Regions from separate parts of the Mus musculus genome. Here region 1 is linked to region 2. A link is a contact called in public ChIA-PET data. All regions are on one chromosome and are shown on one strand. Each heading gives the region's core, a stretch centred on a gene start, on an enhancer-like site or on the middle of the called end of the contact. The rest is flanking DNA. Distances are from core to core; before and after follow the strand shown.

The links. ChIA-PET counts read pairs in DNA pulled down with a chosen protein or histone mark.
Region 1: an RNA polymerase II ChIA-PET map of effector CD8 T cells shows a contact between it and region 2, with 61 read pairs. The contact joins two enhancer-like sites. A contact is called at or near these places in 5 of 39 promoter capture datasets (3T3-L1-derived adipocytes, the HPC-7 cell line, cranial neural crest and 2 more), 1 of 15 datasets of contacts at CTCF or cohesin (the NIH/3T3 cell line), 12 of 484 Hi-C or Micro-C datasets (LSK cells, Th1 cells, bone marrow-derived macrophages and 8 more) and 6 of 115 datasets of contacts at active chromatin or transcription factors (CD8 T cells, the HPC-7 cell line, bone marrow-derived macrophages and 3 more).

What each region holds. Positions count from the first base shown.
Region 1 is chr17:44,716,612-44,721,845 of GRCm38.p6, reverse strand. Runx2 (runt related transcription factor 2) reads left to right here. Exons shown (of 7, transcript NM_001145920.2): 3 at 4,550-4,654. Among named protein-coding and RNA genes, the nearest start is that of Runx2, 17 kb to the left of the region's middle. Within about 2 kb of position 3,570, at least 85 of the 459 cell types and tissues checked have an H3K27ac peak or open chromatin away from gene starts, as enhancers often do. A contact at or near this core is called in Th1 cells and effector CD8 T cells, where this site is marked.
Region 2 is chr17:44,606,419-44,612,013 of GRCm38.p6, reverse strand. Runx2 (runt related transcription factor 2) reads left to right here. Exons shown (of 7, transcript NM_001145920.2): 6 at 1,921-1,986; 7 at 3,631-5,595. The coding sequence ends at 4,109. Among named protein-coding and RNA genes, the nearest start is that of Runx2os3, 47 kb to the right of the region's middle. Within about 2 kb of position 2,908, at least 17 of the 459 cell types and tissues checked have an H3K27ac peak or open chromatin away from gene starts, as enhancers often do. A contact at or near this core is called in Th1 cells and effector CD8 T cells, where this site is marked.

The DNA of each region.
Region 1 (5,234 bases), core at 2,321-4,820, 110 kb before region 2:
TTCTCCTTAGTATTTTACACAGAAGTGTTTACACAAATGGTTTTGACCATTTCTCCTCCTCCTCTTCTTCCTCCTCTTCCTCCTCTTCTTCCCCCTCCTCCTCTTCCTCCTCCTCTTCTTCCTTTTTTTCCTCCTCCTCCTCCACCTCCTCCTCCTTCTTCCCCTCTCCTCCTTCCTCTCCTCTTCCTCCTCCTTCTCTTCTTTTGGTGTGCTTGCTCTCTTTTTACATCAAGCTTGCTGCTTTTAATTTACAAGTCTTTTTAAAGCATTTACAACTCACAGAGCATGGTGTTTTTATCAATTTAGGACACAATCCTGTGTACAGTCTATGTCTTCTGGCTCTTCCTGGCAGCCTTTAAGGCTAAATTGGAATTGTCTTCCAGTGAGAGTTCCTGCTATGTAGCTAAGAAATGATATGACTTTGGGTGGTATTTTGGGATTAACTCCTAGATGAAGCTGTGGATGATATAATTGGCTTTGCCTGAGCAGGATTCTGTGTGTCAGGGGGTTATGAATGTGTTTGCACATGTGTGCTGACATGTGTACCTGTGTGTAGTGCATGGGGCCCTCAGCAATGGATGCTGACATGCCTTATTCCATGTTGTCTCCACTGCTTTTCCCAAGACATAGTCTCTCAGGTAGCTGACTGTGTCCACTAGCCTGGGTGGACATGTCAGTGTTTCCCATGATCCCTCTGTACTTTGCTCCCCAGCTCTGGAGTTACAGGCATACATCACCATTCTTTCTCTCTCTCTCTCTCTCTCTCTCTCTCTCTCTCTCTCTCTCTCTCTCTCTCAATATGGGTGCCAAGAATCTGAACTCAGGACTTCTTTACCCCCTGAGCTATGTTTCCAGCTTAAGTAAGATTTGTGTTAAATGTCATCCATAGTCTTGCATTAGTGGATCATGTATGGATGGTAACTTTCCACCCTGGCACTGTTAAAATTCATAATCCTGGGGACTGGAGAGATGGCTCTGTGGCTAAAAGCACTTGTTGCTCTTCAAGAAAATCCAGTCTAGGCTGGATTCCTAGCACCCCACATGGCTGCTGGCACTGTTGGTCACCTTAGTTCCAAGGGGAATCCAATGCCCTCTTCTGACCTCCAAGGGCACCAGGCATACACGTGGTGGGCAGACATACCTGAAGGCAAAACACCCACGCACATAAAATTATATATAAAAAATGTAATCCTGGATCCTTGGAAAGTGGAAATTGGGAAACTTGTTTTAAGTTAAGGAAATCATGAATACCCACATAAACTTTTGACTCCGGAAATGCAGCATTAATGTAAGACGAGCTAATTAGTGAGTCTGGACAGAGTTTCTGCAAGTTTCTTCCACACTTTAGGGGCTGGGACTAATCGGAAGTGCAAAGAGTCCCCTTTTGACTTTGTTTTATTGTTAAAGCACAGTTTGAGCTTTAGGAATCCAGTCTGAAAGAGGAGTTTCTTCCCCAACCTTACTTCTTCTTAAAGCAGGCTTTGTTTGTTTGTTTGTTTGTTTTAATTTCAGCTTTATTTATTCATTCATTTATATTTATTTAGGTTTATTTTATTTTATGTGTATGAGTGCTTTGCTTTGCATGCATATCTGTGTACCACATATGTGCCTGGTGCCTAAGGAAGTGGTGAGCCTCCATGTGGGTACTGGGAATCAAACCTGAGTCCTTTGCAACAACAAGTGCTCTTAACCACTGAGCCAATTCTCTGGCCCTAAAAGGATTTCAAAAAGGAAGACTGGTTTATCTTTGAGTATTTTGTTGCTCTGGTCTTGAAGGGTGGATTTTGTATCTGGGTTTGTTTCTATAGGCAGTGTGTTTGTTTCTCTGACTTTGGGAGGAGCATAGGCAGCTTATTAAACCAAGCAGGTTGTAAAGATTTAAAATGGAAACATCTCCCAAACCAGTCATGATATATCCACTGACATTATCACTAGCAGAGCCTTCAGAGATGCTGAAGAAAAGCATACACATCCTTGATGTATTAACATCAGCACCAAGGATGCTGTCTTCCAATCATGCTCTTTGGAGATACTGTTAGAAACGGAATCCTGAGTTTGTGGACTACTGATCTCACCCAGAAGAATGTTTTTAAAATGTTTTAATTCAAATTAACTTTGAATCCAGAGACTCGGCCATGATTTTAGTTCTTAATCTGGGCCTCCCCCTCAACTTTTTGATCTGAGTTTTGGTTGACTTTGAGGTCTTTGGGACTGGTTTAGACTCCTGGCTGTCTTATTCTTCTGGCCAGTGTGAATGTTCACAACAGATCTTCTGTACGGAGTCAAATGACTTAAACCCATGTACTATCTTGTATGTAATAACTACAATATGCTGCCTCAATGATGCTTATAGATAGATAAATTCATCTGACACATTCATCCATTTAGAGATTTATTATTTCTGGGCACAGGGAGCTAATGGGGACTCACAGTTCCTAATTCCCTTTCCATATTCTGCAGCAAAATGAGAAAAAAAAACCCTCATTTTATTTCCCCTTCATCCTCATTCCTCCCCTCCCCCTTTCCTCTGTCATCCCCCCTCCCCCTCCCCTCCCCCTTTCCTCTGTCTTCCCCCATCCCCCTCCCCTCCCCCTTTCCTCTGTCTTCCCCCCCTCCCCTCTCCCTTTCCTCTGTCATCCCCCATCCCCCTCCCCTCCCCCTTTCCTCTGTCTTCCCCCATCCCCCTCCCCTCCCCCTTTCCTCTGTCTTCCCCCCTCCCCTCCCCCTTTCCTCTGTCATCCCCCTATCCCTTCTTCCCTCTTCCCTTTTTCCTTCCCTCCCTTCCTTCCTCCCTCCATTTTTCCTTCCTCCCCTCCCTCTCTCCTCTTCCTCCATGCCTTTTCTTTCCCTTTCTTCCTTCTTTTCTATGTGGGAGAATTAAATCCAGGGCCTTGCATAGGCTAGCTATCTCCGAGTTACATCTCTACCCTCGAATATTTAAGGTCAGAAAGATTTGAGTTTGGTTTCTGATGTTTCCCATTTATTAACTGTGTGACCTTGGGTAAATGACTAAGTTTCTCTGGGGCTAAGGCTTCCTCCTTCGTGAGCTGGGGCGATGACTCTAACTGGGGAAGATTAAATGAGATAATGTGGTCGACCAGTCTGGAGCTGACTGAGTTTCTGATCAACATTCATCTGTCTTATTGTTGGCCCTTCCCACATTCCTGCATGCCCTCTGCCTCTTAACCCCTGTAGCCACGGATGGCAGTCAAGGGGTCTTAAGACTATCCACACACAGTAACAAATGATGTGTTTCTTAACCAGATTTTAGCAACTTACATGGTCTGGTTTGAAAAGAAAAGCCATTCAGTAGACTTGACAGCCAAAGACCTGTTCCCCATTAAGCCTGGCGTAGAACCTGTTCCATATTAAGCTATGAAAAGATTGCATTAAACTTCACATTGCTACATATTGTCTAAGATTTGTGTTTTGATTTAATACTCCCAGCTTTCAGTAGAATGGGGAAAAAAAAATCTGACCAAAAAACAAAGCAAAACAAAGGGAGGCTTTTATCTGCTACAGGGGCAGCCCTTGAGTACTGGGGCTCAGCTCGCTGCTGTTTTATTGAGTCACCGCTTCTCGCCCACCTTTTCCTGTCTTGTAACAGTTTGCAGTTCTAACTATCTGACATGACTAACCATTGCAAATCTAACTGATTACAACTGTCAGTGCATCTGTAGAACAGAGGCCGGCATCTCCTGGAGAAAGCAGACGCTCAGATCCCTTACCACACTCTCTTCCCTGCCCCCTCCCATTCCTCATCACGTTTAAAGCTCATTAATTTGAAGCATCAGAGGGAATGCAGCCTTGCAGAAACTCTCTTTTAAAAGTAAAACATGTTTGCGTCGAGAGGTGTCATGCTTGCTTAGCAGAAACTAAGTCACCCTAGGGAGATCCTTCCAGATTTATTGATGAGATGTGTGGTAAGGGAGGGGAAAGACTGCTTGGAGATGAAATCATCTCCCCCAGGCGCATGAAGGCCTGGAGACACGGGCTCCCCTAGAAATGATTGCCATAGGAGCTTCCCGCTTTCATCTTATGGAAGTTTATCTGAGCAGCTCAGTGCTAAGGCCCTGTGATGTAAGTAACGCCACCAGTAATAATTTACCATTGTTCTCTCAAGGGGTCATGACCTTATCCTAAATAAACACTTCTAAAATTGTCTGCCCTCACGCTGGGATGTGCTCCTGACGTTGGAGAACGTTGGAGAAAAATGGAAAAAAAAAATCAGAGATGCCTCTTGAAGCAGCCCCAGAGTTTTGGTTCTGTTACCAAAGAGATTGTTTGGGAGTGGGGGTAGAGGTGGGGGTGGGGGTAGAGGTGGGGGTGGGGGTAGAGGGTAGAGGCTGCGTGCAGAGAACCGCAGGAGAGATGCTGATCAAATTTACAGGTGTTCTTGAGTGGCTGTCAGAGGGTTTCTGGTTTAGGGGACCAATTCCTGATTGGTTGCTGCCTCAGAGATGCCATGGTGAGATTTGGATGTCTGTATTATTGTAAGGTCATCACTGCTACCCATTTATAGTCACCGTTTCCTCTCTTAAATCTGCAGGCAAGAGTTTCACCTTGACCATAACAGTCTTCACAAATCCTCCCCAAGTGGCCACTTACCACAGAGCTATTAAAGTGACAGTGGACGGTCCCCGGGAACCAAGAAGTAAGTGCCTACCTTTCTATTGAAAATGCTAATAGAGTTTGTGGGGACCCTGTGAAGAATTCACTCTGAAGGTGTTAGTGTCACTGTCACTACACATGGCCTCTGCAAACTTTATCGTACTTTATTTTTGAATACATTTCAGGGAAGGGCAGTTCATAGAACTTTACAGTTAATAGAAAATAAAATTATAGCTTAGTCTTTCCCATAGAACTGCTTTATAACTTTGGGGAACAAGTGGATAGCTATTCAGTCATGATAACTTTTTAGCTAAGGCACTCCGCTCATCCCTTCTGTGCAGTGGGAGGGGCCAAAGAGACCCACGAGGCTGAGGAAGCAAACTATAAACTTTAAAATCTTGAGCTTAGTAAAAAAGCATTTGTGTGTGTTTCCCATGGCCCAAGAATGCGGTGTTTTTTTTTTTTTTTGTTTTGTTTTTTTTTTTTTTTTTAAGCTCGCCCACTCAGTTCCCTTTATAAAGAGCACAGGACTTAATTACAAAGAATTTATTTGCAAATGATAACTTGCTTCATCATTACAAACACGGTTGTCTGGCCATTTTCTAGTAACTGTTTTGGATAGT
Region 2 (5,595 bases), core at 1,659-4,158:
ACCAGAAGATCTCACGTGGATGGTTGAACCCTCTATTTCCTGGCAGCTTCCATTTTTTCAGCACAGTTTAACGTACCTTGTACGGGGACAAGATCATCCATGGGCAACAGCAAAGAGAATGGCCTTGGCTTGACTTATTCAGTAGCTAGGAGCTTTAGGATGGCTTTGGGTTGCCCTGAGATTACAGGCTTGTCTTTGGAGCTGGGTATGGGTGTGGGTGAGGTTGGGGTGGATTTGCATATACAAATTAGACAGAGGCATATTTGCATATACAAATTAGATGGAGGTACTTTTGCATATACAAAGTAGATAGAGGTGCATTTGCATATACAAAGTAGATGGCATACAAGCACCTCTAGAACTCTCCTGGGGTTTTATCTTATGGGTATTTTTTTTTAACAAGTCGGATTGACATTTTCCATAGACAATTCAGTATCGGTTCTTTTTTTTTTTTTTTTTTTTTAAAGTGTTGTGGCTGTAACAGAAAGGAATAGTGTCATTGTCAATAACATCCAAACAGGAGGAGGTCTGACACACTGCAGCTTTTTTACAGCCCGATTACAGGTTCACATGAAGACCCGTTCAGGGAGAGAAAACGTAGCTGCATTTCGCTCTTCTGAAACAATGATTATAAACAAACAGGTTTCTATTAGGATCCACCCCCCACCTGCCCACCACACATGACAATCTCTCATTATTTCTTTGTGCCTAAATACACTGCAGTCTACTTCAGAAATAATGCTCGTTAGCCTAAAATGACTGAGCAAATTCCAGAAAATGCGGATGTCCATCGATTACAAAAGTCTCTTATAATCCCTTTCAGATCTACTTTAGTTCAGTCATTTAAGAAGTTGATCCTCAACACATCACAGTCTCAAATGACTGGAAGTGACACGTATCCCCTTGTTTCCATTGAGATAAACGAACCCAACCAGAGCTCTTTCACTGAAAAATGACCATCAGTTTGTGTTAGGTAACGTTTCTCAACCCCAAAGCTATAACGATCTTGGCATATTCCGCTGAGTAATCAAAACATCAGCAAAATGTAGCAGCTAAAACAGAGGTGTGTGGTAAGAAGTACAAAGCCATATCAGAGTTTACTAGCAGGGTCCTCTCATAAAGACTTTTAATGAGATTTCTGCATCAAAATAAGTGAAACCATATGGAATGTTAATTATTCTTAAAACATAGTTTTAAGGGAAAATAAATACACGTTAGAAGCCTTAAAAAAAAAAAAAGCAACGTGTCTATCTGTGTGTGAAGTCTGTGCTTCCTGGAAGGGTGAATGTTGATGTTCCAAGTGTGACTTCTTTCCGTTTTAAATTACCCCGGCTATTCTGGCTTTCTTCACACGCCCTGGGTATTGAACTTAATGCACATGGAAGGGGCCTGCCTATATCTATTAGGTCACCTAGATGCTGTGGGGCAAGAGGGCTGCTGAGGACCACCTGTGGCCTCTGCTTGGGGTCTTGTTTGAGGCAGCCTATAAACACAGGGAAGGGAGGTGGGTACTCTCATCTGCTCCTATGTCTGAGTCTGCCACTGTCTCATTATTATTTCCACCTTCTAAAACTTGAGCTTGTCAGAATTTCATTTAGGGGGATGGGACGGGTGAGGGAGAGGCCAGTCAAGGAAGGAAAGGGGGTTTATAAGAAGCAGACTACAGAGTGCCTGGCTGCATGCGTTTTAGTCTGTCATCTTGAAAGTGTTTGCTTCTGGTGTTGGAGGCGGCTCATTTGCTGTCCACCTTCTGCAAATGGGCCTGGGGATCCTGGGAAGGCACTAGTGAGGGATGGGACCCCCCCACCCCCACCACCCCCAAGGCCCTTGTTTCTCCTCCTGCCTTGGAATTAATGATGTAGACCAGATGCCAGTCCTAGAGCTGGAAGGGAACTTAGAGTTCGTCCCCTCATTTTCCAGATGATGACACTGCCACCTCTGACTTCTGCCTCTGGCCTTCCTCTCTCAGTAAGAAGAGCCAGGCAGGTGAGACTTTTCACAATTGCTGGGCTGGGCTGGGCTGGGCTGGGCTGGGCTGGGCGGGGCAGGGCTGGGCTGGGCTGGGCAGGGCTGGGCAGGGCTGGGCTGGGCTGGGCAGGGCAGGGCTGGGCAGGGCTGGGCTGGGCTGGGCTGGGCTGGACTGTCTTATGGCTACTGTCTTCTGGTTTGTGAGACAGAAGGTTTTATTAACTCTTACATTGCTTTTAAGCAGTCACTGTGTATGACAAATGCATTTCACACACTGAAATCCCAGCGTACGGTGAAGATCACAAGCAATGTGCATTTTAACAAACACTACCACCCTCTGACAGACCCTTTGAAGACACATAGCGAGCTGTGTTGAGTACAAATCAGGCCGAGGGACAATTATGGTCTTCAAGATTTGCCCAGCATTTTCTCTTACAGCTAAAACCTGTAGCAAAGGCAGACGGAAGACTCCAAGCCAATCAGCGAGGGGGACTTTAGAAGACACCACAAACTTAGCACGGAAATAGTGATGTACCAAAAGGGCTTGTTGTAATTCTGCCGACTCTAGAAAATTATAGCGAACCCCAAGATCACAGCTTATGAGTTTTATCCATTTCAGAAAACTAGTTTCTACGGGCAAAGTCTCTAGCCACTCTTTCGGGAGTTAGACAGCAGAAGTAGCTCCCAAGGAGCCGCTGATAGCTTGTGGAAGTGCTAGTGGAGCAGCCATCTCTGCCTCTAATCTTTGAAGGCTCCAGAGCTCACACTGCAGGGACAGGGACCCAGCAGGGAGCATCTCCCAGCTCAGTCTCCCCTAGGCATCAGCCCTTAAACAAAGTTGCTATGGGTATCTGGCCTAAATCAGGTCCTATGTCACTCATCAAGGCTCTGACTGTCAAGGTCCTCCACCCTCCACCACATCCCCCCAACCCGTCCTCCACCTTCCCTCGCCATACCTTCTTATCTAGTTTATGACTCAAGGGAGAATTTCTGAGGGCTAGACTCTCCCCGACACCCCCAGAAAAGCGAGATAGTGTTAGATTACTGAAATCTGCTTTAATTTCACTGTGACTAAGATGAGGATTATAATAAGATTTTAAATTCTCTTAAAGGTTAAAAGAAATAGAAAGACTATGTAAAGGGAATCTGCTTGATGCAATTTTTCCTAACAAAGAAGCCCCACCAAGAGGGGAACACTAATAAATCCTATTACTTTGGATTTAATTTTTACACTGAGTTAGGAAAAACCAGTTGGTTTGATTTAGTAAAAGTTTCACTTCAGATACCTAGACTGTAATAAGAAACAAAAAGGGAGGTGGTGGTGGTGGTGGTGGGGAACCAATGAAGATCCAGCCTTAAAGTCTGGCAAGTGATCCTGTGCCTAGAGTTGAGGTGGCTTCCACAGGGTGCCTGTAAAAGCCCTTTGTGACTCTCCCGGTGTGGAGACCTCAAGGATAAATAGTATAGAGACTGTAAGGTAAACAAGTAAAGACCCTGAGTTGAGCAGTGCATTTGAAATCTGTGTGTGACTTGCTGTGCCTTGGGAGAAAGCTAAGTTTTCCTCATCTTCCTTTTAATTTTTTTTTTAATTTTGTAACGTTTCTATCATTTTAATTGATATTTACAGATGTTTCCCTCCCCATCTTCTGTTGTAATTTTTAGGTGCTTCAGAACTGGGCCCTTTTTCAGACCCCAGGCAGTTCCCAAGCATTTCATCCCTCACTGAGAGCCGCTTCTCCAACCCACGAATGCACTACCCAGCCACCTTTACCTACACCCCGCCAGTCACGTCAGGCATGTCCCTCGGCATGTCCGCCACCACTCACTACCACACGTACCTGCCACCACCCTACCCCGGCTCTTCCCAAAGCCAGAGTGGACCCTTCCAGACCAGCAGCACTCCATATCTCTACTATGGTACTTCGTCAGCATCCTATCAGTTCCCAATGGTACCCGGGGGAGACCGGTCTCCTTCCAGGATGGTCCCACCATGCACCACCACCTCGAATGGCAGCACGCTATTAAATCCAAATTTGCCTAACCAGAATGATGGTGTTGACGCTGACGGAAGCCACAGCAGTTCCCCAACTGTTTTGAATTCTAGCGGCAGAATGGATGAGTCTGTTTGGCGGCCATATTGAAATTCGTCAACCATGGCCCAGTGGCATGGGGGCCACATCCCGCATGTGTTAATATATACATATATAAAGAGAGTGCCTATATATGTATATTGATTAGCTAACTAGAAGATTTCTCATTCAATCCCTAGTCATGATCTTGCAACCCTAAGAGGGTGGGGGCAGTCATAACTGGGTTTCATATTGTTTACTATTTAAGATGTCCCCTTTACCAAGGAACAAACCGTCAAAGGTGTTGTCTGGTCTGTTTTCATAAGTGACCTGTTCCCACGCCGGTTCAGAGAGGTGGACTCTGGGTCTGGGAGGAAGGAGAGACACTTCCTCTCTGTGCTTTGAAACCACAGCCTCTGCTGTGTGGCAGCCGGTACACTCTGCAGACCCGCTTACAGAGTCAGATGTGGTGCACTCAGAAAGGGACAAGAGGCAGAGTGGCTGCTTCTGTCCGCTGCCGTCCACTCTGCCGTCCACCTGTTCCAAAGTTTTCCTTCAGACTTGCTGCAGGTACTCATTTGAACTTTTGAGTTCACTTTTTTTTTTTCCTATTCTAAGAAAGTGACTTCAAAAATACTGATCAGGACAGATAATTTTATTTTACCTTTTATATTTTCTCACTTCCCCCATTTAACCAAAAAGAAATCCCGTTCCCCCTCCCCCGTTCCTTCTGCTTCTCCCTTTATGCAAACTGAAAATGGCAATGCCTTATTATTATAGCCATAATGGTATAGTGTTTGAGTTGGCTGTGTGTTATGTGTTTTTTTCTTTTTTTTTCTTTTTTAAATTATGAATATGTGTAAAATCTGAAGTAACTTGCTAACGTGAATGGTCATATAACTTTAAAGATATATTTATAATTATTTAATGACATTTGGACATTTGGAACATTTCTTAGTGTAATGATATGTTGACTTCGGTCTCTAAAAGTGTGCTTCTTCTTCAATACCAAGTTTCTTCAGTGGGCTAGAGCCATATCGGAAATATTGCTAAGCAATCTCAATTCCTTCAGGCATAATGTGATTTTTTTTTTTTTTTGAAGATAACTCCCATCTCCAAATAGTTTAGATGTAGTTTGTTTTCACGATGTATGAAGGAGATGCTCTGTTTCTTTCTTTCAGGCATTTGATTGCCTCTGACACAGCTTTGCCTTTTAAAGCAATAATTAGGGATTAAAATAACAAAAACAAAACAAAAGCCACCTATAGCCCTTTAACACTTAACGTGGCCCCTTTACTAGCATGAAATGCTGGAGACATGTGGTTTCCTAATTTCTCCATTTTGGGGGTGGTGGGAGGGGGGAGGGTGGCCATTATGACTCTTATCATATTAAAAAGCCAAGCACAAGTGATTGGTTGAACTGCAGAAAAGTGTTCTGTGGTCTCTGAGTTGAGCAAAACTCTAAATTGCAGGCTTCGTGGTTGAGGGCCTAGTCAGCTGAAAGCCACGCGTGTGGTAAAGGCTCAGGCATGGCTTGGAGAACCTAGGAACACATTAG